3 separate regions of the Danio rerio genome follow, and all the other regions are linked to region 2. The links are chromatin contacts, called in public HiChIP or PLAC-seq and Micro-C maps. All regions are on one chromosome and are shown on one strand. The core of a region is the stretch at or near the end of the contact, and the rest is flanking DNA. Distances in the headings are between cores, read along the strand shown. Region 1 overlaps fam49bb (family with sequence similarity 49 member Bb). Region 2 holds the start of si:ch211-69l10.2 (a long non-coding RNA gene). Region 3 holds the start of eef1a1l3 (eukaryotic translation elongation factor 1 alpha 1, like 3).

The links. Hi-C and Micro-C count contacts between places; a contact is called where the count stands out from the background. HiChIP or PLAC-seq counts read pairs in DNA pulled down with a chosen protein or histone mark.
Region 1: an H3K4me3 HiChIP or PLAC-seq map of embryo shows a contact between it and region 2, with 10 times the contacts expected there. The contact joins the enhancer-like site here to the promoter of si:ch211-69l10.2 in region 2. A contact is called at or near these places in 7 of 18 Hi-C or Micro-C datasets (caudal fin, embryo, hematopoietic stem cells and 1 more) and 2 of 4 datasets of contacts at active chromatin or transcription factors (caudal fin and embryo).
Region 3: a Micro-C map of caudal fin shows a contact between it and region 2, with 3 times the contacts expected there. The contact joins the promoter of eef1a1l3 here to the promoter of si:ch211-69l10.2 in region 2. A contact is called at or near these places in 1 of 18 Hi-C or Micro-C datasets (caudal fin) and 1 of 4 datasets of contacts at active chromatin or transcription factors (embryo).

What each region holds. Positions count from the first base shown.
Region 1 is chr24:11,195,929-11,198,628 of GRCz12tu, reverse strand. All of the region lies in intron 2 of fam49bb (family with sequence similarity 49 member Bb), which reads left to right. Among named protein-coding and RNA genes, the nearest start is that of fam49bb, 58 kb to the left of the region's middle. Within about 2 kb of position 1,413, at least 23 of the 62 cell types and tissues checked have an H3K27ac peak or open chromatin away from gene starts, as enhancers often do.
Region 2 is chr24:10,772,488-10,775,187 of GRCz12tu, reverse strand. It overlaps si:ch211-69l10.2 (a long non-coding RNA gene), which reads right to left and starts at 1,439. Exons shown (of 3, transcript XR_223045.6): 1 at 1,340-1,439.
Region 3 is chr24:11,254,848-11,257,547 of GRCz12tu, reverse strand. eef1a1l3 (eukaryotic translation elongation factor 1 alpha 1, like 3) reads right to left here and starts at 1,279. Exons shown (of 7, transcript NM_001163994.1): 1 at 1,061-1,279; 2 at 796-975; 3 at 222-518. The coding sequence starts at 1,204. It overlaps fam49bb (family with sequence similarity 49 member Bb), which reads left to right and starts at 2,688. Exons shown (of 12, transcript NM_207078.1): 1 at 2,688-2,700.

The sequences.
Region 1 (2,700 bases), core at 164-2,663, 420 kb before region 2:
CAGCCTCATTGGTTTATCCAGCGGTTTATTTTGATTTTGTGCTTAAACAGGGCATTAAAGCTGCTGTTTACTCCAGCCTGGCCAGCGTGGGCGGAGCTGCAAATCAAAAACAAATACACGCTTACCCCCCCCTCTCATCTGTCATCCTTCTTATTCCTGATTATTTAACGCTTCTGCTCAGCTGGGTGGGGTCAGGGAGTTCATACAAGGTTTTGGGGTGAATGAATGCTATCCGCACCCCATCATCAAGGGGTCACGGTACAATCAGAACACAACTATTTTGGCTAATGCGATGTGGCGGCACGCCCTAGGAAATTTAGGTCAAGTTAAAAGTGCAGACAAGGATGTAAGTGATGCTGCGGTAGAGCGACATTGCATGCGGCATCACATGCGTGCACAAATTGCTCATATTTGAGCCTACATTAGCAAATATCACAGGCACACTCTTGGCATTTGGAAAACGATAAGCAATAAATGTGTATTTTAAAGCTTAAATTGCATGAATTCCTAGCTAAGTCTCTGTAAATTAGATTTTAGACAGCGTTGTGATGTTAAGTGTCACTCTTCTGGCAATATTCTCCCATTAGGTTCAATTCTGCGCATACTTCACCACATACATAACTGGATTATTGCATCCACTTACTCAAATAAGCACAAACGCAAAAAAAAAAAACACACACTAATTCACTCGCTCCCCTCCCCCTCGATGCCTTAGGCAGCCGGTTAGCCACTCCATGGCTGTGCCCACGTGACGGAGGGATTGAGGGAGGGGAGAGATTGTTGTTTTTTTTTTCTTATGGCGCCAAAACGATAGCGTAGTATTGCGAAGCACGTGGACTCCCATGCTGCAGTGCTCCTTCAGAATTACAGCATGCCTTACATTCAGTCTGTGTACAGTACATACTGTATGTATTATAAATGGTACACAATCCAACATTGCACACATGCAGTTTACATCTTTCCTTGCACAAATTAAATTAATCAAAATAAAACGTATTCACCCTTTACTGAAACTCAAACAGCTTTGGAACAAGTGGAGGTTGTGTATTCTGTCAAGAACTAAACACATTTTGAGAAATGTGTGTGTGTTAATTTGAGATATGTGATTCTGTATGCAGAATGTCAGTTGTTAGTAAAAAATTCTGATTAATCAGCGTGTTTCTATTGCGCTAGTTGTGCATTTATGGCGCATTACCTCATCCCTATTCATATATTCATATGCAAGCTCTTAAGTCGGACTACTACTCCAGTGCCCTCATCCTCCCCTCCGCCTTGCCACTCGCTTTCTGATTGGCTGTCGGTGTGTTTTTGGTAGCACCAGCTTTTTTCAACTCCATGGATACAGTGGAGCGCAGGAGAACTTGCGTTCAGCCAATCAGAATGCAGTAGTGAATCGTAAGTGCCCAGCGGGCTTAGAAGAGCCCCCTCTTTGCCCCCTCCTTCTCCAGATCCCATCGTAGCTCCTCTCCTCCAGCACGCAATCTCCCAGTAGGAGGCTTCCAAAAGAAAACAACCAGGTCAGAGCCTCTTTCCGTTGGAAAAGGCTTGTACAGGGAGCTCGCCTTCACCCTTTGGGACCGCTGTGAATAAAGCTGAGAGGCAAATGCAGTGTTTCTAATACAATCTTCACTTCTGTCTGTGTGGCCCACATACCCTGTTGTTTTTGTCAGGATGTGTTTAATCTTCTTGGCTTCTCATCATTTTCTTTTTATAAAGGGATCTTTTCATACATACACTTCAAGCATGCTTGTGAGAACATTACCACAAGTTATTGACATTGTTTATTTGATCTCACATTGTTTTTTGCATCTGTTTATTTGTTTTCATGAGGAATGTGATTTCTCTCTGTAAAAATGTGGGACACTATTGGATTTTGGCAATTGCTGCCCTTGGAATGACCCCCCTAATGGTTAGAAGGAGTGCTGGGTGGGATTTGGGTTTGGTAGACATGGCAGGGGCGCATCATTGGCATCGCTTGGATTCAGGTCACATTTATCTTGAGTACATTTTGTGGAGGAGTTTGAAAATACAGTAAACCCAGTGCAAAATTATGTGAGTTTTAGAGACTAATGTGATTGGTGTTTATCCTTGTTACTATTAGAGCTGCGCAATTTATCAAAAAACTTTGACAGCACCACATCCTCTTAACTTTAATTTCTCCTTAAAAACCCAATTTCACAAGGAAATCAGTCAAATCTTGTAACGTACAGTATGTGTGTGACTTTTGCAAAATAGGATGTGGTTGATTTAATTAAATGTATTGGATTTAAACATGTTTTAAAAGCACTAAAGATAATGTGCACTTTGTTAAAGGTTAAAAAAGGTTAATTTTAATTAGGTTAATTTTAAAAAGGTTATTTTTAATTATTTTGGAAACTTTTGATCATCATTATTATCAGATATTCTACTCTTCTGTGGAATTGAGAATTGTTTCAAGAAGTATATAAACACTCATATATATTTTCACTTTAACATTTTTTTTATTTGACATTTTTCAGAAAACAAATTCACAAATTAACACCTTCCTCAGTGTGTAACTCACTCATATAAGTTTTTTTTTTTTTTGGACATATCGCGGATAAATAAGTATGCTAAATATGCTATTGATTGTATTGTAAGTTTGTTTACCACATTGACTAAAATAATCATAGTTAATCATTAGGGCTGTGCAGTAAAATCGGTATCGGTATTTATTGACCA
Region 2 (2,700 bases), core at 190-2,689:
CTGCTTGCTTATTAATATCACTCATTGATTCAATTTGTGGCTTGCAAATAATAAACACAAGCTTTATCATTTCAGGCCACCTGTATTTACTTTTATATACACCTATTATATGCTGTTAAACAGGGTTTTAAGACTGCAATTTGTGTCTGTGTTTCAGACTAACCCCAAGGCCAGGACAGACCTCGACTGTGTATTAGTGTGTGGTCTACCTCCCTCAGTCAGACGTATTCTGCCATTGCCAAAGGGAATCATGTGACCCTAGAGAAGGATGAGCCAGAGAAACCAGTTTCTTTTCTGCTTACAAGTCACTGCTAACATTTGCTGTGATGTATTTTTAAGAGCATAAAGTAATTAATTGTGTTTCTCTTGCTTGCTGTTTTCATACTAGGCGTTTACTGTTACAGACTAAAACGTGAAGCTGTACATCAAAATCTGTGCACCACACCTGTACACTTTTGCAAGGTTTCTGCATACATATGTCAGCTGACAATATACAGAAAATAAAAAATGATTGTATTTTTAAGTCCATATGAACATTTAAAGCACACATGTTTAAAATCAAATCAAAAACAAGAGAACGCAATGGATATTCCGTGCATGGAAACAATAAATGCATGCTGTATGGTCGATTATAACCTTGTTGGTGAGGAATCATGCTTAATTAATATGGAATATGAACGTATTAATGCAGAATACTTTTAAACATTTATTAGAACACCTAATATACTTAATAGCCGTTATATGTTGCAGCTTACTGAGACACAAAAACAATATTTTAATGCAGGAGCAATCATTTATATATATATATATATATATATATATATATATATATATATATATATATATATATATATATATACAATTTTATTTAAAACAGTGAAGATGTTGTGGTGCAATGTGGCTGCAATACTTATCTGATAGACAAAAGGAGCTCAATCAAAGCAAACACATTGCAAATGCTTACTTAAGAACCGTTTGATTTTGCTTTTTTTGTCATATATTAAACATTATTAAGTATATGTGTGATCTGAGGTGTTCATACATTCTCTTATATTGGTTTGGTACACATAACAGCATAAAACAAAGAACATAAAAGATAATAGTCTATAAGTGTTACAATGACACAATCAAATCTTAGATAGGCAGTAATAATAGATACATAAAACATTATGAAAACTGGAAATAATGTGAATAAACATTATGAAACGGCTAACGTCTGAATACATATAATAACAAGCACATATGTCTATTGTCAAAGCATCAGTTTGTGCAGCATGAACACGTGAGGCTCTAAAACAAAATTATAACGCACAGTATTGGAAAAGAATACAGCACCTACCCTCTTTTGTTCCAGAATTGATTCGGTTTCTGCAGATATTCCCTTTCAGGTGTGGAGTTATTCTTTGGATACTTCGTCTCGAGCCCTCTTCCATGTGCTCAGAGCACGCGCTCCGCGGCACGCGCTGCGTACAGTCATACAGTCGATGACGTCACGCAGACCCAATACAGCGGAGTCGGGGAAAAATCACAGCTTTGTGTAGTCAGTGTGGAAGTATCGTCATGCAGGAGACAAACACTGAGCGTTTAAAGAAGGGACAAAGCAGGAGCCTTGCTGCGACAATCATGCTCATTGATTAGCTTCTCATATTGATACATGATATTTATATTTTTATGGATATGAAAACACTATAATCATTTCAATCACCATGTGTCCACACATGGTGAGAATTATGGGACAATATAGATGGTGGCGTCTGACCACTTCATTAAAATAATGGTTGTGGTTAGCTTTAGTAGTAAGCACAGTAGCAGTGGTTATTTCTTGTGTTTACATTTTGCCAGTGTTGGGGAAAAAAAGTAATATATTACAATTTTAGGTCAACCTTATCTCTTTAAAAAAAAGAAAAAAAATATTACCATAAAACAACATAGCACATTTATATTCACATTAGGCCTTAAAAAGTCATTAAAATATTTAGTTAAGTTTTATTTATTTTAGTTAAATAAAATATTTTATTTATTTTATTTAGTTTTTATTTATTTTTTAAGTGACAACAGATTGTAATATATTACTTTTTGCAGAAGGCTAAATTTGTCAATCAGGAACTGAAATAGCTTGCGTACATGTAATAAACATTTAACGCTTGTACTGCTTATTAATTTATATATTAAATAAATAGAAGATCTGAAAAGCTTGCTTAAGCTGAACCACAACATATAGTTTTAAAATGTGTTTAAAGAAATCAAGGCTATAATTCTCACACTGTTTAATTATGTCTCCATAGCTGCTGCACTGATTTCTGAGTGGTTTGCAGCTCAGACTGCATTAACAGAGCTTTGCCACATCCATAGCAGATGCTCTGAGCCTTGCTTCTAGACATGATTGAGAGATCTTAATGACTCAGCTTCGTTAAATCACCTGAAAGGGACTTCTCCTGCAGGCAAAACGGTCCACAACATACATTTCAATAGCTTTCATTTTTGACTTCTGAATGCCAAATCAGAGGGGGGTCAAGTTCATCTTGATGCAGGGATGCAAGTATTTATATTCTTTAATCATGCTTTTAAGTATTGTCTGTGTATTTCATGCAGCAATCCCACATAACATTTTGGACAGGCATCTTTTCGTTGTAAACAAAATGCAGTATTATACATTACTTAGCTATTTTTTCTGAATAAACACTCTACAAACATTTCAAT
Region 3 (2,700 bases), core at 30-2,529, 480 kb before region 2:
AAAAAGAGCTTGATTGGCTGGTTCAGGTGCACTTAATTGGGGTTGGAACGAAAATATCCAGGACACATGCCCTCTAGGACAGAGTTTGGGCACCCCAGTCTTAAACGCACAAGGTCCAGCTAGTTAAAGCCTTCAAGAACTCTTAAACTCAGTAGCTCTCCAGAAACAGAACAAGGCAACTGAAAGCATTTTTGTATAGAAAGGTTGAAAATTCTACATACCTTTTGGGATGGGACAATCATGTTCTCACCACTCCAACCAGAAATGGGTATGAAAGGTACAGCACCTATCTCAAAGCCGATCTTCTTGACGAACACGGAAACATTCCTAACCACTTCATCATAACGTTTCTGGCTGAATGGTGGCTCTGTCAGGTCCATTTTGTTCACACAAACTACAAGCTGTTTGACCCCAAGAGTGTACGCCAGTAGAGCATGTTCTCTTGTCTGACCGTTCCGAGAAATTCCAGCCTCAAATTCACCCTTTGCTGCAGAGACGATCAGCAGAGCAGCATCAGCCTAAGAAAAATCAACAAACAAAACGGGTTTAGGTCAACTACAATTAGGTGGCACAGAGTAGTTAAAAACCTGGAGCCCCCCCACATTGCTCAGTTTCCTTTTCTCTCAACAAGTTCTGGTCATACACACCCAAATTCAGTCTACCAAAATCACATGGTTTGATGTCTCAGAGGAAAAAGAAAGAAATGGGTCTAAGAATTGTTTTAAATGTTTACCCCCGAGAGATTTTATTATTTAAATATAAATTAAAATCTAGGTCAACACCTGAAATAAATACCTGTGAGGTTCCAGTGATCATGTTTTTAATGAAATCACGATGACCAGGTGCATCGATTATGGTAAAGGTGTACTTCTGAGTGTTGAATTTCAGCAGGGAAATGTCAATCGTGATCCCACGTTCCCTCTCCGCTTTCAGTTTGTCCAGAACCCAGGCATACTTGAAGGAACTCTTTCCCATCTTAAAGAGAGGGAAAGAAAAAAAAAGCATAAATAGCCAAAGCAGTTTAAGAAATAACTAAAAGGAATTAAAGGTGAATACTTACTTGGGTTGCAGCCTTCTCATACTTCTCAATTGTTCGATGGTCAATTCCTCCACATTTATAAACCAAATGACCAGTGGTTGTGGATTTGCCACCATCTACATGGCCAATGATAACCAAGTTGATATGAATCCTTTCTTTTGCCATTTGGTAAATTACACGTTTTACACCCTCCAAACTACCAAATTTCAGATACACTCTTTGTTCTTCTTGTGACTTCAGACCGGTATCAAGCAAATTGAACGCTTAAGTATGGAAACTGCTAATTAAGTTCTGGTGTGATCAATAACACCTTAATCTATTAAGCTATTAACTAAAATACGTAATCGTATAGGCTTATAAGTACAACAAACAAATATCAGTCATCCATAATAACTTCTACTGAAAACCGTAGCCTAATCCTTTATGTGTGTTATTTTTTTTTTCTCTCGACGTCAGTGGAACCAGATAGCCTACCAATTGTTTTCTAACAATAGCTAGTGATAAATAATGCAAATGAGCGGAAGCTATGGTTGCATTTAAAAGCTGAGATCTATCCAGATTCTAAACTTATAATCATTGATATTTTAAAGGCAGACCGGGAATTCCAACAACTAGCTGCTTTACATGACTGTTGTCTGTTTAATGTTATAATTTATTATTATAATTTGTATTATGATTATTTTTTTATTGTTCTGGTTCATGGCAAAATAATACAAATGTTACAGATGATCACTGGTGACCTACTAAATGAAAAGCCAGAATGTATACAGTGGTTATATAGACAAAAGTACAGTATTATTAAAAGAACCTGGTAAGTAGTTTTAAATTGTGTTACAAGACACTGTCACATAAGACCAAAAGTCTTCCCATCATTAAGATATATACAGGGACACCTGCTTTGTCCTTATTTTGTGATTTGCAAAGTAAATGTTCATACGAATTTTATTTTAGTCATAATATTGGCCCATTCATTTAACTCTGGAATTTTGGGAGTTTTCCAGTGTATAATAATAATAATAATAATAATAATAATAATAATTATTATTATAATCATCATCATCGTTATAGTTGCTGTTGTCATCAGCAAATTATATTTCATACATATCCATTTTCTGGTGACATTTGTACCATACTTGACTGTGGCTTTAGTTATTTAGATTATTTTTATTAGAATAGAAATGTTTTTGATTTTATATATATATATATATATATATATATATATATATATATATATATATATATATATATATATATATATATATATATATATATATATATAAAATAGGCTACTTGTTGCATGTGCTCAGGTTTACATAACATGAATGAGCTTATCCATCAGGTGTGTCGCTGCGCAAACGCATACATTAGCCAGCAGGGGGCGCGATGGATATAACAGTACTTTTAGATATTTCTTAAAATCATCGCTTGCCTAATGTACATGAGTCTATTAATACGCATTAATAGTAGTGTGCTTTAGTTTTCATATTGTGTAACAACGCTTGGTGGTAAATTAAAGGTATGGTCACAATAAATGTAAGAAGCGCAGTGACGTTTTATGAACCCGGAAATAACAGTCAGTAAGACAGCTGAGAGAGAGCGAGCGACAGAGGCTCAGATAGATAGAGAGAGAGAGAGAGAGAGAGGTCTAAAGCCTTCTCCTT